3 separate regions of the Danio rerio genome follow, and regions 1 and 3 are each linked to region 2. The links are chromatin contacts, called in public Hi-C and HiChIP or PLAC-seq maps. All regions are on one chromosome and are shown on one strand. The core of a region is the stretch at or near the end of the contact, and the rest is flanking DNA. Distances in the headings are between cores, read along the strand shown. Region 1 overlaps raly (RALY heterogeneous nuclear ribonucleoprotein). Region 2 holds the start of cyc1 (cytochrome c-1). Region 3 holds the start of eif2s2 (eukaryotic translation initiation factor 2, subunit 2 beta).

Region 1 (2,700 bases), core at 98-2,597, 350 kb after region 2:
TACTTATATCAAGAAACATTTTCTAGGCCAGTAAAATATATTGTCTTGTTTTCAGAAATAATATCCCAATATTAATGGAGGTTTACCTTAAAACAAGCTAAATAATCTGCCAATGGGGTAAGCAAATTAATCTTGTTTTTCCTTTTGACATAAGATTATTTTGCTTACCCCATTGGCAGATTATTTATCTTGTTTTAAGGGAAAACTCACTTAAGTTTGACATATTACATCTTAAAACAAGACAGCATGTTTTGCTTGTCTAGAAAATTCTTCTTAATTTAAGAGTTTTTAGATATTTGGACTAGAAATAATACAAAAAATCTAAGTAAGAAAAGCATTTTTTGCAGTGTATTCGGGCTGGATGATTGGCTATTTCGTCTTATCCAATATCTATTGGGAGGGTGCTATCGCAAATGGACCTGTCAAACGAACGCAGCTTACTTTAACGTTAATTTCGCCAAATAACTGTGCTTATAACTGGGTGACAAGCTGCTATAATATGCTAAAAGCATTATATAAATATAATATATAATATGTAATCAGTATAACTTATCTCTAATGACAAACTAACTGTGTACCGCATCGGATATCAGCATGTAAATGTCAGCATAAATCGGCATGTAAATGTCAGCACTCCCAGTTTTTTCTGCAACCTCACTGCATCCTGAAGGTTTACAAACTGGTAATTCCTCTATTGGCTGGGTTTTTTTTAAGGGGGAGGAGCTACACTATGTTCAACCCTCTCTTCGTGTTTTGGTTGAGATTACATAAAGCATCGAATAAAAATGCAAATTTCAAAGCACTTCACCAGACCTTTAATAGTTAAGGTAGAAGTCTGGTTTAGATTTTGGGTAGGATTAGAGAAAGAGAATAAGATCATACTTTATAACTACTTATGAACATTATTATCTTAATAATAGGCAGATACAAAGCCAGAGGTTAATAGCATGAATTGTGACCTAAACTAAAGTGAAAAAAGAAACTCACAAAGGTCTGAAACCACACAGTGGTGAGTAAATGGTGAGATAATGTGGATTCACCCCTCTATAGTAAGGTAAACCAGTAAAACCCTTTTGCACATGCTGAAATAGACTGACCTCAAGCCATAACTCCATAAAGGCTTTTTTACGGAGCACTTTTTAGTGTCGTAACCCAGCAGTGACTTATAATGAAGTCAGGCACAGTGTTTCTTTCCTTCGCACGGCTTTTCCTGTCATAATACATTTTCTCACAACTTGGCAGAATCTGAAGAAACTCTCGTAAAAACACTCACACACAGCTGTAAGCTGCAGAACTAAAAAGACGGAGGAGAGAATATGCGTGTCACAAGAACTCCCTTCATGACCCGTTAAGCAAACTTTGGCTGTGCGAGCGCGCGGTTGGCCAGCGTCCCTTTTCGGGAGCTATGGAAACCCTGCTGCGAGACTCAGCTGGATGTACTTGTTTGCAGATGTAAGGGATATTGCAGCCATATGATGAGCTGACATGTTTATTGATATCTCTCTTGTGATCTCTGCTCCCTGACTTACAGCCGTCTTAGGGCGACGCTGACTCCAGTCGATATTTTACAGCAAACATATCCAATAATTTAGATCTCCAGGATTGCGGATCAGTCAATAAAGCTGTGTAGATGGCATGTGGGAAGCCAGCTGCTCTCTTTCGGGTTCTGGGCAGCAGACTTTCTTCTCTTTGAAGGCAAGAGTGTCTTCTTCTCTCACTCCATTCATCGCCTCCATCCCCGACAACAATAGGTTTAAGACTTGGATTCCAAATTGTTAACTTGTGGCCTCATTTCGGTCAATTTGGCTACAATGCAATGACATGTGCTGTCAGTGGATATGAGGTTCAGTTGCTCTTTTAAGTCGTTCTGCTTATGAGGAGCTGATGTATAAAAAGCATGAGATGACTTTGCTTAAAGATTGACTTTTTCATTTTTCCAAATGTACTAGAGCTTATTTGAATCACTTAATAGAGACTTTCTTTTTCCATGCATGTTAACAAATTAGGAATTAAATGGCTGTACAAAAATGATGATTGAATCCAACAAAATCATACCACACTCAAAAAATATCTCATTGGATGTTCTTGATAAATTTAATTGAGGGCAGGATTTCCATCTAATACATTTGTTTAGCACCAACTACAAAGCAACTATTTACACAATTCAATGTAAAGCCTGGTTTATACTTCTGCGTCAAGTGATCAGCGTGACCCACGGCTGCACTGCAAAAAATGCTTTTCTTACCTAGATTTTTTGTCTTGTTTAAAGTCCAAATATCTAAAAATTCTTATATCAAGAAACATTTTCTAGGCCAGTAAAATATATTGTCTTGTTTTCAGAAATAATATCCCAATATTAATGGAGTTTTCCCTTAAGAGAAGCTAAATAATCTGCCAATGGGGTAAGCAAATTAATCTTGTTTTTCCTTTTGACATAAGATTATTTTGCTTACCCCATTGGCAGATTATTTATCTTGTTTTAAGGGAAAACTCACTTAAGTTTGACATATTATATCTTAAAACAAGACAGTATGTTCTGCTTGTCTAGAAAATTCTTCTTGATTTAAGAGTTTTTAGATATTTGAACTAGAAATAAGACAAAAAATCTAAGTAAGAAAAGCATTTTTTGCAGTGTGCTTTACGCATTGTCATGCATTTATACTTCTGCGCGCAGTTTCTGTTGCTCTACAGTAACACTTC
Region 2 (2,700 bases), core at 191-2,690:
TTACCTGGCATGGTCGAGGGAGGACAGAAAGCCACCATGGCTCCAGGGGTATGTCGGCGGGTGCAGCTCCAGATCTGAGGCCTTGACCGACTGCTGCAGCATCAGAGCCAGACCAGCTCCTCCTGTCGTCAACACCCCAATCGTGGTCAGGGCTATCTTCTTCCCTTTCGGCAGGCTAGCGAATGACATACTGGCCTACAAAAGACACATACACACATGCTTAAAATGGATTATATTATGGTTAATATTCTGATGGCTAACTTAAATAAACTGCCTATTGCATCAATGGATTTAAAGTCTTCTCAATATGCATGGATGACAAGTTATCCTTTTATAATAATAGAAGCAGATTAATATTTTAATTTACATATTATTTTCTTAACATGATATCCAAGCTGTCATGTAAACAAAACAATACAAAATCTGAACCAGCGAAGGACAACCTGACCTTAAATGTCAGTCAATGAGAAAAATACCTTACAATTACACTAACTTCTATAATACAAATACTGATATTAATCAAATATTAACATGGTAAATAGAAAAAGTCATTACAAGCACCAACATTAAAAATTATAACCATACCCAATTATAACAATCTGAAACCTGTCAATAACGTCTTAGGAACACACAAAGATTTCAAACTAATGAATAATAAACATTAAAGTATGATATTTAGGTCACGAATTATATATTTCTAATCTGTGCCCTTCAGAGAGACCAGTCAATCTGCAATATTGCCATGTTGTAACATGTATTATCTGATTATACATAAACTTTTAGTTATTTCCATCTTAAATGCTGATATCATTGACACATTCTGACATTCATACCGAACATTAAACGCTAAACTTGTTCAGGAGGGAATATAGTGTATAATTAGCACATCTGTGAACTACAAAACAAGCATCGTATGTTTAATGAACAGAAATAATGTAAGTTAACAGATGTCTTAAGAGTCAAATACCATTGATGTCACCTCCCATAGGATGAACTCAAGGAACAGCAGCTCGCCTCAGACAATAATATCAGCTGTAGTTTCTTTTTAATCGAACTACACAAGCTTTCATGCGAATGATATTTACTATTGATCGGTTAAGATGCGTTAAGACACTATTATAAAAGCACAAATGTCAAGATGCGATTGTAAGAAGACCCACAGCTGCGGTGACCTTGCTGTAGGTAAAAGACGCCGGGAAAATTCAGAGAATTAAGGCGAACGTTTACATCCGTGAAACTCCGGACTGTGAAAATATGGCAGATAGATAAGAAAACACCACATAGATCCATACCCGTGGAGTATGAAAGGCTTTGGATGTGTTCAGGAGGGTTCTCCCGGTACCGGAGAACACGACCACACGGAGCGCCGCCATGTTCTTGACTCTGCGGATAGAAAGACGCTTCCACCGGATGAGAGCCAAACAACCCCCTCCCTTCGCTGAAACTTACACAAGCTCTTACAAAACCTATTTATTACGCTATAAACGGTAAATTGTGAGTTTAGGGATTTTAAATTTAATTTGCACAGCGAAAACTGGCTTTTTAGGGTCAAATTGAAGCGGTTTTTAATTTTAAAATAACGCAAAACCGTGTTTTGTTTGTGTTATAGCGCCACGTAGACGATGGAGGTGTATTTAGCAGCTTATTAAACGTGCAGTGTCAAGTTGTGGTTATGGGAGAAACGAAGCTTTTCAACACCTTGAAAAGTTGGATCAGGGTGCTTGACTTTAACTCGGCTAGAATACATGCAAAATTGTCAAATGTGCAGTGCTACACACTTGAAGTTAATTTGCAGAAACAGTTAACTCAATTTTTTGTATTTTTTTTATAATATCATCTGTAAGTTTTTTTTTTGGCAGATGAACTCTTCTACAATAAAAAACATGATTTAAGCTAATTATTATCCTATCACTTCATATAGAATAATAAACTTCACAAATAAACTCTTCACATGTAGCTATAAAGTGTATTGCAAAATATTCTACACATTCTTAAACGTTATCATGCTTTAATAAAAATAAAAACTTTCATAGCAACACAATCTTCTACAAGCTTTTTTTTTCTGCACTCAGACTTATATAGATCGTTTTAATAGATAAAAAAATTAGTAAAATTCTGAAAATATTTTTGAATGTGAAATATTAATTTCTTAGACATGAAAAGTATTATTAATACTGCTAAATTATAATTAGGCTTACTTGATTATAAGCTTACCCTTTATTCGTTAATTTATTTGTGCTTATTTGATAATAAAACTAATCTTTAAATTTGTCATCATCTTCAGTTAAAAACTGATTAATTGGTTCTCGTTATCAAAATCTCATGCATTGATTAATGCTACAGATGATCATAATTTCATATTTTGGCTATTCAAATAGCATTTGTAACCTTCATATTCTATTATCTCAGTGTTTCTCAAACACGATCCTGGAGGACCACCAGCTCTGCACATTTTGTACATCTCCTTAACCAAACACTCCGAATTCAGATCATAAGCTCATTAGCAGAGACTGAAAGACCTGTAATGCGTGTGACAGGCAAAGGAGAGACTTCCAAAACATGCAGTGCTGGTGGTCCTCCAGGAACGTGGTTGATAATGTTTGGGCCATAAAAGCCTGGTGAATAAAATCATAGTATCGATTGTTAGACAAAACGTTTTTTTCTGTTTTAATGTGAAACTTTAGATGTTTAAATAATATT
Region 3 (2,700 bases), core at 180-2,679, 390 kb after region 2:
AATTGTTGATTTATTGTAAATTGATACTATTTACATGCAAAGACAATCTGTCCTAAGGCAACTTAAATAGTCCACTTGAATGTTTAAACTCATTTACAAGTTTTTTTTAATAATTTAAAATCAAACTGGCAATGACAAGATTCTGGGGAGAAATTTGGGCACTGACTAGAGATAGTTAATAATATTGCTTTGGGTTTTCTTAGCATCTCTCAATTACCATGGTACACTAGGCAGAGAACATTTATGCAGAATAAAATGGCATGCAATTTACCTTTCTTCCTCCCCTCATCTTCATCGAGATCAAACTCTCTCTCCTCACCACCATCTGCCTCGATCTCTTTTGCTTCTACTTGTTGGCTTTCATCTCCTCCCTCTCCACCATCTTCTTCCAGCATGAAGGGCTTCTTCTTCTTTTTCTTCTTCTTGGTCATGGTGGGATCAAATATCATCTGGAAGGACAAAAAAGCAAGAGTTTAATGAGATGAGATTGAGAAGACCCCAGCAACAAAGGCCAGAAAAGCCTACTGACCAGTCGGTCAGAACTAATCTGACTAAGACTATATTAGATGATGTCAACCATGATGTAATTTTATTATTTTATAAAACAAGTTGAATAACATATACCTGGAGTGGCTGAACTCACTTCCCAATTTAAAGTAAAGTATCAGGATAAAGATGTTTAAAAGTGATAATCAGAAACCAACACTTCATTGACCAGGTATTGCATCATAATATTTATACAGTATTTCAAACATGTCAGGGTGCTGAAATGCAAATTCCATAATACTTTAGTTTTTTAAAGACTAATGTTTATTTAAGCATTGAACTAAAACATTCTTATATCATAGTATTTACATGATACTTTACAAATACTAGAGGCATTGTATGAATAGTCTAAAAACATGGTGCTTCCACAAACAATATTATCAATATTATCAACGACTACAAAATAAAACACAAATGTCAAAACCATAGTAAATAATCATTAATACAATCGCATTATGATAGCAGTCAAAAACAACTTAAGTAATACCATGGTACTCGAGTAAAAGAACCCTTGTATCACAACGTCCAGACATTATCGTAACTGTCGAAAAACGCGCTATCATGAATAAACTCCAATTACAGTACCATATTACGTTTTGTCAATAAACTCTCAAGATCATTTGAAATATGTACAACGTTTAATATGCAACTAGCCAGGCTACTGACAAAAAGATCTAGAAAAAACGAGTCGGCACATGTGTTTCCACACAGCCTAAACTAGTAGGCCCAATTGTCCTTCCTTTTTGACTGTGTAAGTTCATCTATTTTAACCTATGTTCTTCATAAACAGAGACAGTTCACTAACCTCGTCTCCAGACATGTTGTCGGCTTGTAGTGAAAACCCAAGAATAAAACGTCAACGTTATAATAGTGTAAATTTAACGGTCTACTCTTCCTCGATACGCGCGATGTCTGCGACAGGCCGGGCGGAGCTGAATGCGCATGGGCGTCAGATAGCGCTAAGCGCATTGCATGATGGTAGTTGTAGTTTTGGTTGGTAAAACTACGCAGGAGACTCCTATTTTGTCATAGCGTTTGTGTCTCAGGCGGAAAAAAATCCCACATTTAACAGACAGAAATGTTTTCACAGAGAAACTCGTGGCTTATTTTGTCTCTCTGGAGTATGGCAGAACTCCCGAGCCTTGTTTGATCAGATTTTGAAGCTCATAAACCAAAACAGTTTTATGGAGTTGGCATAAACAAACGAGTGTGCTGGGAGAATTACTTTTATGTGATACAATAAATCTTGGTAAATAATGCTCAACTTGGTTTCTAAACTGCATGGCCTGAGCAGGTGTAAACATGGCGTCTCTGAAGAGTTTAACGCTTGCATTCTTCAAATCTCCTCAACAATATCCTCAAAGCTTCTTCCAGAGGAGAACCAGACCTGCCTGCTTCATGCTCATAATGGCTTGCAAACCATTTTATTCCTCTAATCTGTTTAAAATTGCAGTGGGATTCCTGGCTCCCAGACAGCTAAAGCCTTTTCCTGCGTCCTCCATTCCTGTCTGCTTTTGACAACAGTGCTGAATCTTGCGTCATAGAGCACAACACATGCATGAGAACTTCTCGCTTTTTATATAAATACAGTCCCTGAGGTACAAGGTGAGTTGCCATTATTTTCTCAGCAAGAACTAACAACAATACAAAACATTACTTTCCTAAACACCTGTTTGTCTCTATATATGAACTGCATCTTTTGATCTACGATATCGTCCGCAATGAGAAACTGTTGGAAATAACATTAAAAGGTTTTGTTCTCTGAAACCCTCACAGAAGACAGTTCAGGATTTTCAATTGAGTTACATGCGATTACATCAGTAGGTTTTTCTCTTTCTTCTCCCAGCTGTGCTTTGTTTGTTTAATGACTCTGGACCACAAAGTATGTGTCTAAATTATCGATCTTTATTATCATTCAAATTTTATTTTTATCAGAATATTAAGTTCTTCTTCTATGAAAACATTTCAGAAATTTACTTTTGTTAATTTGTCAAAACATCATTTTTAATTAATAATATGTATATGATATTAATTGAATAAATGTTTTATTTTAAACTACAGATTCCAGATTTTTAAATAGTTTTATATCGGCTAAATGTTGTCTTATGCTAACAACCAATACATCAATTGAAAGCCATTTATTTCAGATGAAAA

What was found. Hi-C and Micro-C count contacts between places; a contact is called where the count stands out from the background. HiChIP or PLAC-seq counts read pairs in DNA pulled down with a chosen protein or histone mark.
Region 1: an H3K4me3 HiChIP or PLAC-seq map of embryo shows a contact between it and region 2, with 7 times the contacts expected there. The contact joins the enhancer-like site here to the promoter of cyc1 in region 2. A contact is called at or near these places in 6 of 18 Hi-C or Micro-C datasets (caudal fin, embryo, hematopoietic stem cells and 2 more) and 3 of 4 datasets of contacts at active chromatin or transcription factors (caudal fin, embryo and gastrula embryo).
Region 3: a Hi-C map of hematopoietic stem cells shows a contact between it and region 2, with 3 times the contacts expected there. The contact joins the promoter of eif2s2 here to the promoter of cyc1 in region 2. A contact is called at or near these places in 3 of 18 Hi-C or Micro-C datasets (caudal fin, hematopoietic stem cells and an unstated tissue) and 2 of 4 datasets of contacts at active chromatin or transcription factors (caudal fin and embryo).

What each region holds. Positions count from the first base shown.
Region 1 is chr6:52,679,303-52,682,002 of GRCz12tu, reverse strand. The region is part of intron 5 of raly (RALY heterogeneous nuclear ribonucleoprotein); the gene reads left to right. Among named protein-coding and RNA genes, the nearest start is that of eif2s2, 47 kb to the right of the region's middle. Within about 2 kb of position 1,347, at least 4 of the 62 cell types and tissues checked have an H3K27ac peak or open chromatin away from gene starts, as enhancers often do.
Region 2 is chr6:53,024,597-53,027,296 of GRCz12tu, reverse strand. cyc1 (cytochrome c-1) reads right to left here and starts at 1,440. Exons shown (of 7, transcript NM_001037393.2): 1 at 1,293-1,440; 2 at 5-195. The coding sequence starts at 1,373.
Region 3 is chr6:52,632,135-52,634,834 of GRCz12tu, reverse strand. It overlaps eif2s2 (eukaryotic translation initiation factor 2, subunit 2 beta), which reads right to left and starts at 1,429. Exons shown (of 9, transcript NM_212675.1): 1 at 1,352-1,429; 2 at 272-449. The coding sequence starts at 1,366. It also overlaps a transcript of asip1 not described here.